Regions from separate parts of the Sus scrofa genome. Here region 1 is linked to region 2. The links are chromatin contacts, called in public promoter capture Hi-C maps. All regions are on one chromosome and are shown on one strand. Each heading gives the region's core, a stretch centred on a gene start, on an enhancer-like site or on the middle of the called end of the contact. The rest is flanking DNA. Distances are from core to core; before and after follow the strand shown. Region 1 holds the start of STK38 (serine/threonine-protein kinase 38). Region 2 holds the start of ETV7 (transcription factor ETV7).

The links. Promoter capture Hi-C pulls out the DNA fragments that hold promoters and counts their contacts.
Region 1: a promoter capture Hi-C map of fetal liver shows a contact between it and region 2, with 2.4 times the contacts expected there. The contact joins the promoter of STK38 here to the promoter of ETV7 in region 2. A contact is called at or near these places in 3 of 5 promoter capture datasets (fetal liver, fetal skeletal muscle and liver), 3 of 47 Hi-C or Micro-C datasets (alveolar macrophages, blood and embryonic fibroblasts) and 2 of 2 datasets of contacts at active chromatin or transcription factors (alveolar macrophages and skeletal muscle).

Annotation. Positions count from the first base shown.
Region 1 is chr7:32,251,828-32,257,394 of Sscrofa11.1, forward strand. It overlaps STK38 (serine/threonine-protein kinase 38), which reads right to left and starts at 1,846. Exons shown (of 14, transcript XM_001929552.7): 1 at 1,520-1,846.
Region 2 is chr7:32,107,946-32,112,774 of Sscrofa11.1, forward strand. It overlaps ETV7 (transcription factor ETV7), which reads right to left and starts at 2,021. Exons shown (of 5, transcript XR_002345688.1): 1 at 1-2,021. PXT1 (peroxisomal testis-specific protein 1) reads right to left here. Exons shown (of 4, transcript XM_013977855.2): 4 at 2,443-2,689. The coding sequence ends at 2,585. It overlaps LOC106504396 (a long non-coding RNA gene), which reads left to right. Exons shown (of 6, transcript XR_001297833.2): 6 at 1-2,088.

The sequences.
Region 1 (5,567 bases), core at 596-3,095, 140 kb after region 2:
ACTGGGCCCACCAAGTACTTGTTGTAAGACAGGGCTTTTCCTCATGCTTTAGACAACTCAAGCCTTCCTGCCCTGACCACTGAAAGCCCTTGCCCTGTTTCTTTCATTCTCCAACTCCGTAGAATTAATAGCTAATAAGTAGGGGAGAAATTCTTAAAAAGCTTAAAAACTTTAACAAAAAAAACTGTGATCCTCATAAGTCAGGGGTAGGTACTGCAAACAGTAAAAGGAGACCAAATGAAAACTCTTGTTTTATTCAATCCAGGTGATTTACGGTTGACTGTCTCTACAATGGGACTGTTAACTCCACAAGTACCCCTTTTCTCACCAATTCTTTAATTCATTGTGACTAACAACCCAATACTTTCATTTGGACAATTCAACACTGGGGCTAAGACTATTCCTTGAGAGTCACATATCTAATTTCTACTAAACTGTAAGCCACTGAAAGACAAGTACTCTGTCTTATACTACTTTTAGTATCCTTCACCATATATATCATGCACGATGCTATGCACTTAGTAGGTACCTTATAAAAGACTTAGTAGGGAAACGCCCATTTCTTATGCCCATTACTAAGAGCTAAGAACATGTATCTATGAAAGGGGGCGCGGTTAGGACAGGAATGGTTTTCTTAGAGTCAGATAGAGTTGTTCCTCCTGTGCTCTGATGAGGAAGCTGCTATCTAATGTCTGGGTGGAGAGTGGAGCCTGTTATTGTGGTGCTGGTAGTTTTAGGCTTAGGGAAACCACATCCACTGCCTGGCTAAGTCTAATTCAGAGCCAAAGAGAGCTGAAAGGGAGAAGCAGCACAGGGTCTCCTTCACTGCAACCTTTCTCTACACTTTTCCAAAAGAACAAGTTCCTCCGTCTTTTAGTCACCTGGGAGCGCTGGCCTCCCCACTTTCCCTGCTGCACACTTTCTCCAAGTCTTTCTGCACAGACTTTGCTTTAAGTCCTTAGTGATTTGCCTTCTCCACTCTCTTCTTAAAAATCTCCCACTACAGTTTCTTGTGGTTTTCAGATGACCTGAAGCCCGGGACCCTAAGACTAACCGTAGGGAAGGGGGCAGATTCAAAGGTCCCGTGGGGTGGGGGCTTTCGACATCGCTGCCTCACACAACACCTCTCACGTTCTTAGACAACCCCTCCAAAAAGGTGAAAATTGTTAACGACCGACATCCCGGAGGAGACTGAGCGGGTGGCAGTGAGCAGACAAAGCTGGCAACACAGAAAGAAGACAGCCTGGCTCCCCACCCCAAATGCACACGACTAAAGAGAAAGGAGTGGTGGGGAGCCCGGGGCTGGAAAAACGTGCCGAGGACCCACAAGGAGCCTCTGGAAGCCGGGAGGAGGGGGGCTGTCTGTCAGGGGGGGCTGTCTGTCAGGAGGGGCAGAAAGAGCAGGGCTGGAAAGAGGGCGCCAGCAGGCAGGGGAGAGCCCCAAAAAGAGTCGGGGAAAGAGGAGAGATGAAGGGAGAAGCCTGAGCCAGACTGAAGACAACAGCAGCAAGATACTCACCAGAGACCCGGGGGAGGCAGGGCTGAGGGCGCAGACAGCCGCAGACGCCGGCCGAGCCAGCGGACTCGACGTGCGGACAGGCGAAACCCCAGCGGCAGCAGCCAGCCGACCAGAAGAGGGGTGGGGACGCGTAAGGAGCTCTGAGGTAGGGGGCCGAGGGGCGGTTGTCGGTGAGGACAACAGGAAGCGCCCCAACTGCCGGAAAAGACGACAAGCGGAGGGGCCGAGGCAGCCGGGTCCCCAGCCGCGGAGACAGGCTGGCGCGGCGGCCAGGGGCCCAGACTGCGCAAGCGTGACTTCCCAGCGACGCGGCGCGGGCTTTCCGGTCTGCGCGTGCGCGGCCCCGCCCCTCTCCGACTCAATTCAGCAGGAGAGACTGGGTTGCGCTCAGAAGAGTGAGGTGTGGGGCCTTATCCTGGTGGGCGGGGCTCGGCTCGGGAAAGGGTCTTTTTTTTTTTTTTTGAACTTTTTACTTTGAAATAATTTTTCTCACAAGAAGTTGCAAAATCAGTACAAAGAGGTCCTTTTTACCCATCACCCACTCAGCTGCCCTCAACATCTTACATAACTAAAATCTATGATCAAAACCAGGAAATTGACATTGGCGGGATACAATTAACTACACCAAAGCAATTAACTAGATTACAAACCTGCCTCGTATTTAACCAGTTTGGCAGGCACTCTGTGTGTGTGAGTGTGCGCTCGTGCGCGCGCTCGTCTGTAGTTCTATGAAATTCTATCACTCTAGTAGTTGTGATCCCCCGCTTCTCCTGGATGTTTCGACCGTCCTAAATAGGTCCTCTGGAGGGCTTGGCCCCACCTCCTCTTAAAGTAAGGATTAATGCGACTTGACTTGGCTGGGGTCATTGGATAACAGGAGGTCATCCCAGTGTGCCCAGAAGAACCTGCTTTTCAAGGCTACCCAGCAGCTTAGTCTGTACCACCCCTTGGGTTAAAGAGGTCCCAAGCCTTTGGACAGTCATTCCTTCCTTGAGAGTGGAGCGCAGTGCTCTTGACCAGTAAGTGTCAGGCTTCTGGAAACAAGATGAGTAAGACATGGTCCCTGCCAGCCTTCAAAGAAGTCATCTAGGCAACGAAAGAAACATGTGTGAAAGTCATTCTTCAGGGTGCTTTATGATATTATGTTGCCCCCACGCTCTTGTGTAGCTGTGTAAGACCGTGGGTGTTGGTTTTATCCTTCAAGCTTGGGGTCCCAGGCTTTGTTTCCTTAATGGTCTTAAAAACATAGGCCTTCCTTGACTGCTTTCATCTTTCTAGACTTCAAAGCCCGGTTTCCTTTTGTCTAGCACACAAAAACCACTTCATCTTTTGTTCTCTCAGCTCAGAGGCCCTTCTCCCCCAGTGCCTTTGTCAAATTCTTCCCCAGCCTTAACGATTTAGTAACAGTGCCAGATGTTTGCATTAGCATTTTCAGTTTACAAACCACAGGCAAGCACTTAATCTCAGGTGATCCTCAAAACTCTTTTTTTCCTTCTTCCATTTTTATTGAGGTATGATTGACACACAGCATGCTATAAGTTTAAGGTGGGCAGCATAATGATTTGAATTACATACATCTTGAAATGATTATCACAGTAAGTTTAGTGAACATCCATCACCTCATGTAAATACTTTTTTTTTTTTTTTTTTTTTTTTTGCTTTTTAGGGCTGCACCTGCAGCATATGTAAATTCCCAGGCTAGGGGTCCAATCACAGCTCTGGCTGCCGGCCTACGCCTCAGCCACAGCAACACCCAGATCCTTAACCTACTGAGCGAGGTCAGGGATCAAACCACATCCTCATGAATGCAAGTCAGGTTCCTAACCTGCCAAGCTACAACAGGAACTCCCAAAAATATTTTTTCCTTGTGATGAGAAATTATTTACTCACTTAACCACTTTCATATATAACATATGGCAGTGTTAATTATATTTATCATGGTGTACATTATATCTCTAGTACTTGTAATTGGAAATTTGTATTTTTTGACCACCTTCACCTAGCTTCCCCTTCCCCACTCTGGTAACCACAGATCTGAATTCTTTTTCTGAGTCTGTTTGGCTGGTTTTGAAGTATACGACACTGTGTTAGTTTCTATTATACAAAATAGTGATTCAGTATTTCTATACATTTCAAAATTATATAAGTCTGGGAGTTCTCATGCGACTCAGCTACTGGCATTGTTTCTGCAGTAGCTGAGGTCACTGATGTGGTGCAAGTTCGATCCCTGGCCTGGAACTTCCGCATGCCCTGGGAGTGGCCCAAAACAAAAATAAACAAGCAAAAAGAGATATAAGTCTAATTGTAAGTCATCTCACAAAGATATTACATAGTTATTGACTATATTCTCCATACTGTGACTCATTTATTTTGCAACCAGAAGTTTGTACCTCTTAATCTCCCTCACCTATTTCCCCCATTCCTCCTACTCACCTCCCCTCTGACAACCACCTATCTCTGTACCTATAACTGTACCATAATACCCTCTTCCATCCATGTTGTCACAAATGGCAAGATTTCATTCTTTTTCATGACTGAGTAATACTCCACTATATATGCATACACCACATCTTCTTTATCCATTTATCTATTGATGGGCACTCAGGTTGTGTCCATATCTTGGTTGTTTTAAATAATATTGCAAGCGGAGGGCCACAGACCAGACAGGTATAAATAATGTTGCAGAAATGTAGGGGTGCATATGTCTTTTCTAATTAGTGTTCTTTTCTTCAGATAAATACCCAGGAGTAGAAGATGCATCAAATGGTAGTTCAATTTTTAATTTTTTGAGGAATCTTCATTCTGTTTTTCATAGTGGCTGCACCAAAGCCAAGGATAGATCAGCGCTATCAAAAAGCATTGAATGTGGAGTTCCTGTTATGGTGCAGTGGAAATGAATCTGACTGGGAACCATGAAGTTGAGGGTTTGATCCCTGGCCTCGATCAGTGGGTTAAGGACCTGGCATTGCCGTGAGCTGTGGTGTAGGTCGCAAACACAGCTCAGATCCCATGTTGCTGTAGCTATGGTGTAGGTTAGCAGCTGTATCTCCGATTTGACCCCTAGCCTGGGAACCTCCATATGCCAAAGGTGCGGCCTTAGAAAAGACAAAAAAAAAAAAAGAATTCTCTTCCTCAAAAGATGTGCATAGTTACTTTCTCTGAGTGGGTGAATTATGAGTGATTATTATTTCTTATACTTTTCTGTACTTTCCAAAGTTTCCACATTGGACCCATATAACTTTTAATTTAGTTTTCATTTTTATGAAAGTAATACACACATGGACTTGAAAAAGCCAAATGATCTACAAGATTTATAATGATAAACAGCAGTTCCTTGCCCCACCCCCTCCCAGTGGAGTTAGTCAGCAAGCAGCTGCTTTCAGTGCTTTTATTCTACTATTTATCTCTGTTTCTAAATAACATTGTTTTCTTCTCTTAAATTTTCTTTCCTTTTTTTTTTTTTGCTTTTTAGGGCTGAACTTGTGGCATATGGAGGTTCCCAGGCTAAGGGTCCAATCGGAGCTATAGCTGCCGGCCACAGCCACAGCCACAGCAACACCAGATCCAAGCCTTGTCCATGACCTACAGCACAGCTCACGGCAACACCAGCTCCTTAACCCACTGAGCAAGGCCAGGGATCAAACCTGCAACCTCATAGTTCCTAGTCAGATTCGTTTCCACTGAACCCCGACGGGAACGCATCTCTTAAATTTTCAGTTTTTGATGTTTTTAAATTTCCTCAGTGAAGATGAAGATTTAACTTACACCACAACTTCCATAACTTACTTCACGACCATCATTTTCCTTAAATCAGTATTCAGTGTTTATTCTCCAAAGAAGACAGGCAGATGGCCAACAGGCATATGAAAAGATGCTCAACATTGCTAATTATTAGAGAAATGCAAATCCAAACTCCAGTAAGGTATCACTTCACACCAGTCAGAATGGCCATCACCAAAAAGTCTGCAAATAATAAGTGCTGGAGTGATTAGTCCCTTGTCTATTGCATCATTTGCACAGATTTTTTCCCATTCTGTAGGCTGAAGAG
Region 2 (4,829 bases), core at 771-3,270:
CGGCTTCCACACCCGCCCAGGTCGGCTTGGCGAAGGGCGGGGGCTGGCCGCTGCGGTAGCGGAGGCCGGGGGCGCTCTCCGCTGCCGGCTGGGAGGCGGCGGTCCTGCTTACATTCTTTAGCGGATGGACAGCTCCTCACGCAGCCTGGCACAGAGGTGGGATTCTGTGCTTCTAGAGAGCGGAAGGAACCCCTGGTCCTGGGCTGGCGACAAGAACAGGCTAACTTCACGACACACTTGTGCATCTTCGCAGATGGATGGGAGGAGCCTCTCATGCTGTCTGCCTGGACCAGATGCCTCTTCCCTCAGGAGCGAGTGACCCCGGCCCCAGCTCGGCCTCCGCCTGCCCTTTGGCCGGAAGGAGTCCCCACTACCCCAAGTCCAAGGGCCACTGTCAGAGAGGCTGTGATGCTCTTCCTGACCTAGACCCAGGTCTCAGTGGCATCTGACTGACACCTTTCCTCAGGCCTCTGGCTGCTCTGGTGTGGTGCCCACCCGCCTATCCACCCCCCACCTCCCCCCCCCCCCCACACACACACCTGTCTCAGCTCCCTCTGCCTTGAGAGGAAGCTGAGAAAGGTTGTAAGCACTAAAGCAAACCAATACATGGGGAAGATAAGAAAGCAAGAAGCCTTAATAACTTGCCCAGACTCTTGAAAGTGTAGATGCTGTCGGCTTAGCACTGCTAAAGCATGAGCTTCTGGAAATCAATGAGAACAAGACCAGAGGAGTTCTCTTGTAGCAGTGGATTAAGGATCCCGTGTTGTCACTGCAGCAGCTTGGGTCACTGCTCTGGCGAGGGCTTGATCTCTGGCCTGGAAACTTCGACATGCTGCGAGTTCAGCAAGAAAGAAAGAAGAAAACAGAGAAACAGAGAGGGAGGGAGGGAAAATTTAAGTTATTCTGAGATATTTTTAATCCTTTAGCTTGGAAAAGAAAAGTCTCGTAGCATAAGCTGCTGGAGAGGCTGAGGGGAACAGAGAACACCAGGCATGTAAAGTGATGCGGTCCCACGGAGGCCAGCGAGGCAGGCCTAGCAACGTCACAGATGTATTTCCCCTTCACCAGCAGTCCCAATGCTGGAAAAGTATTCGACACATACACCCACACATATCCAAAATGTACGTGGTTATTTTTTTCCGTATGGCTTCTAATACCAAATGATTAGAAGCAACCCAGGCATCAGGGGGCTGATGAGACAAATTCTGCTACATCCATTTAACAGAATCCTGTGTGTTGTCTGAGGGCGCTTTCTGCGAATCGTGGCAAGCTCTCCAAGAGGCAACGTGGCAGAGCGGTTAAGAACCTAGACCCTGAGGACAGTTGCCTGCCTGCCTTGGAAACCCAGCTATGCCACTTACCAGCCACGTGCCCTTGAGCAACTCAGTTAACCGATGCACTGCCTCTCTCTACTAACTACTGCCTCAGTTTCCTTAACAGTAAAATAGAGCTAATAATAAAACCTATCTCATAAGGTCCTTAGGAAGAGTGAATGGGTTAACATTTGTGAGACAACTAGCATAGTGCCTGAGCACCATGTGAAGCAAAAAATGAAGGTACAGAACAGTGTATATTACATGCTTCCTTGTGTGTGTGTAAATAATATAGATACACACCATGTACAGTACTGGTATTTGTACAAAGAAACTGAAAGGATATGTAATACATGATAAATGTAACTGGGATTCAGGATAGAAAATAAGAGCAAAGGTTTTCATTGTAAACCTTTTGATATGGCTTTGATTTTTTTTAACCATGTGAATAAATAAATACCTATTCCAAAGGGGAAAAAATAAATAAGAAAGACATTTTAGGTTCTATTCCCCACTAGGAAGCCAAAACCTAAGTGATGATAGGCATTGCCTGAGACAGACTAAAAAATTAGGGACATTTTCCTTTGGAAGGACATTTCCCTTTGTAGAGTTTGATCAGACTCTACAAAATTACGAACTCATATGAGCAGAAACAAGTGGAATCCCTGCTTCACAAAGAAACGTGCATAGGTGTTTCATGCTCAATAAAATAACCGTGTTTATTTCATCTTAAAAATTATTAGTTTTAAATAACACTTTTCCTACAAAGAACTCAGAATGCATATACAGAACTTATAATTTATAACAATAAACTTTCTTAACAGACTTCTCAAAGAGGGGAGGGAGGGAATATGAGGTAGACAGAAAGGTAAAAAGACGGGGCACTGCAGATCTGTTCACAGGCGGGCGGCAGTGGGGCCAACAGGGCCCGGGACCCAGGGAGGGGCCCAGGAGGAAGCACCCATTTCTGTGACCTCTGGTTTGGGCTTGGGGTTCAGTTTCACTCATGGAAGGAAATGGTCAAGGCTTCCTTCGGAGGAGCACCGGGACTATCCACAGCACTGGCGTGACGTGTTTAAAGTCTCCTGGGTTCCTTGGTCAGACATCTCATCCATGGTTGTTCTGAACAGACGAATGGCCAGTGGGTCCACAGTTCTCCAACAAAGTGGGCACAAAGCAACAACGGTGAAGAGGCAGGTGAGGGGCTTCCTCCCACCTGCTCCAGTGAGATTCCTGTTTCCTTGGAGGATAGAACGACATTTACATTCCTTTCACATCAAATGGTTATTCCAGAGAAAGCGCAGTAACACGTGCACGCCTTCAGCAAAAACTAAGACAAACTGAGCCAGGAGAGCTCTGCCTTCCTGTTGAAAATCCTGTTTAAAAGAAGAGAGAAGTTTAAACAAAAAAACCAACAACAGGCATTCCTGCCATGGCACAGTGAGTTAAGAATACGAACTCTAGGAGTTCCCGTCGTGGCTCAGTGGTTAATGAATCCAACTAGGGACCATGCGGTTGCGGGTTCGATCCCTGGCCTTGCTCAGTGGGTTAAGGATCCAGCATTGCTGTGATCTGTGGTGTAGGTTGCAGATGCGGCTTGGATCCTGTGTTGCTGTGGCTCTGGCGTAGGCCGGCGGAGATTTGACCCTTATTCTGGGAACAGCTCTGATTTGACCCTTATCCTGGGAACCTCCATGTGCCGTGGGGAGTGGTCCAAGAAATGGCAAAAAAAAAAAAAAAAATGAACTCTGGCATCTGGGGTTGCCGCGGAAGCTTGGCCCATTGGCCCACGCAGCGGGTTAAAGGATCTGGCGTTGCCAAAGCTGCAGCTCAGATTCAGTCCCTGGTGTGGGACTGCCCATATACTTTGGGTGCAGCCGTAAAAAAAATAATCCAGGAGTTTCCGTTGTGGCACAGCAGAAATGAATCCGACCAGGAACCATGAGGTTGCAGGTTCGATCCCTGGCCTCGCTCAGTGGGTTAAAGATCCCACATCTCTGTGAGCTGTGGTGTGGGTCGCAGACGTGACTCGGATCCGTGTTGCTGTGTCTGTGGCTCAAATTTGACCCCTAGCCTGGAACCTCCATATGCCATGAGTGTGGCCCTGAAAAGCAAAAATGAAATAAAATAAAAAATAAAATAATCCAAAATTAGAACTTCAGCATAAATATTAATTCAATCAGTGCCATAAACAAGCTTCTGGGGCTGCTCTATGAATTGGAAGACCATCTTGGTCAGTTCCATAATGTCCATATCCTCCACACCACCTTGGGAAGCGTTCCTATGGACGGGTATTCCCATCTTGGGCATCAGCAGCTTGGGGCCCTTTGCAGGGGGTGATAACTGATGACTCTTGCTCTGGCTTCCCAGAGCATGATCTTAGTCCTCTTCAAGGAGCAAGGACGTCTGCCTTGGGGTCAGAAGAATGTACTTAGATGGTAAAGACGGGAGTTAATATGGGCAAAGCTGGACAAAGACTACAGCAGTTTTGTGGAGCTGTAAGTAAATGCCACTGTTTATATGGGAGCATCGGGAAAAGAAGGCTGAGGGCCCAACACAAAGGGCTGGCCCTGGCCCTACCCTCCTGCACACTGTTCTCAGCACAGCATCCTCAGGGACTGTTGAGATGCAGCCCCTCTGCTCAAGGACCTTCAGTGGTGCAGCCTCACTCAGAACAGCCCTTTCAGTGGCCCCCAAGGCCCTACCACCCTCCCCTCTGACCGTACCTTTCGCTGCTTTCTCCAGTACTCAGCTTCCAGCGCCCTGGCCTCCTTGCTATTGTTCAGACACGGCAGACAGGATCCTGCTTCGGGTCTTTTCTATCCACCTCCTCACTGCTCTCCCCATTTCCACAAGCCCTTCCCTGCCCCCTCTCAAAGTTTTACTCAGAAGACCTCCTTCCCTTAAAACTGCACATCTGGGAGTTCCCGTCATGGCTCAGTAGTAATGAACCCAACTAGTATCCATGAGGTTGCAGGTTCGATCCCTGGCCTCACTCAGTGGGTTAAGGATCCCCCATTGCCATTGCCAGAGCTGTGGTGTAGGTTGCAGACTAGGCTCAGAACCTAGTGTTGCTGTGGCTATGGCCGGCAGCTGCAGCTCTGATTTGACCCTTAGCCTAGGAGCTTCCATATGCTGCAGATGTGGCCCTAAAAAAAAAATTTTTAAATAAATATGAATCAGCACATGGCACTCTCCTGTCCTCCCTCTTCAGAAGCTTCCCTTCTATCCAGACATCTTACCACTGCCTCTAAGAGGAGGTCAATTCTAGATCTCAACTCACTCCATTCCAGCCACTCTGGCCTCCTTGCTGTTCCTTAAGTCTGTTCCTGTCCCAAAAGCTTTGCACTCTCAGTTCTTTCCGGAACACATTTCCCCCAGGTGCTCCTGTAGCCTACTCCCTCACTTGCAGTCTCCACTCAAATATTGCTTCCCCAGAGAGGCCTTCCCTGATGGCCCATCAAAGTCACTCTCCATCACTCAGTGTCTCCTGATCCTGCTTTGAACCCACATCCC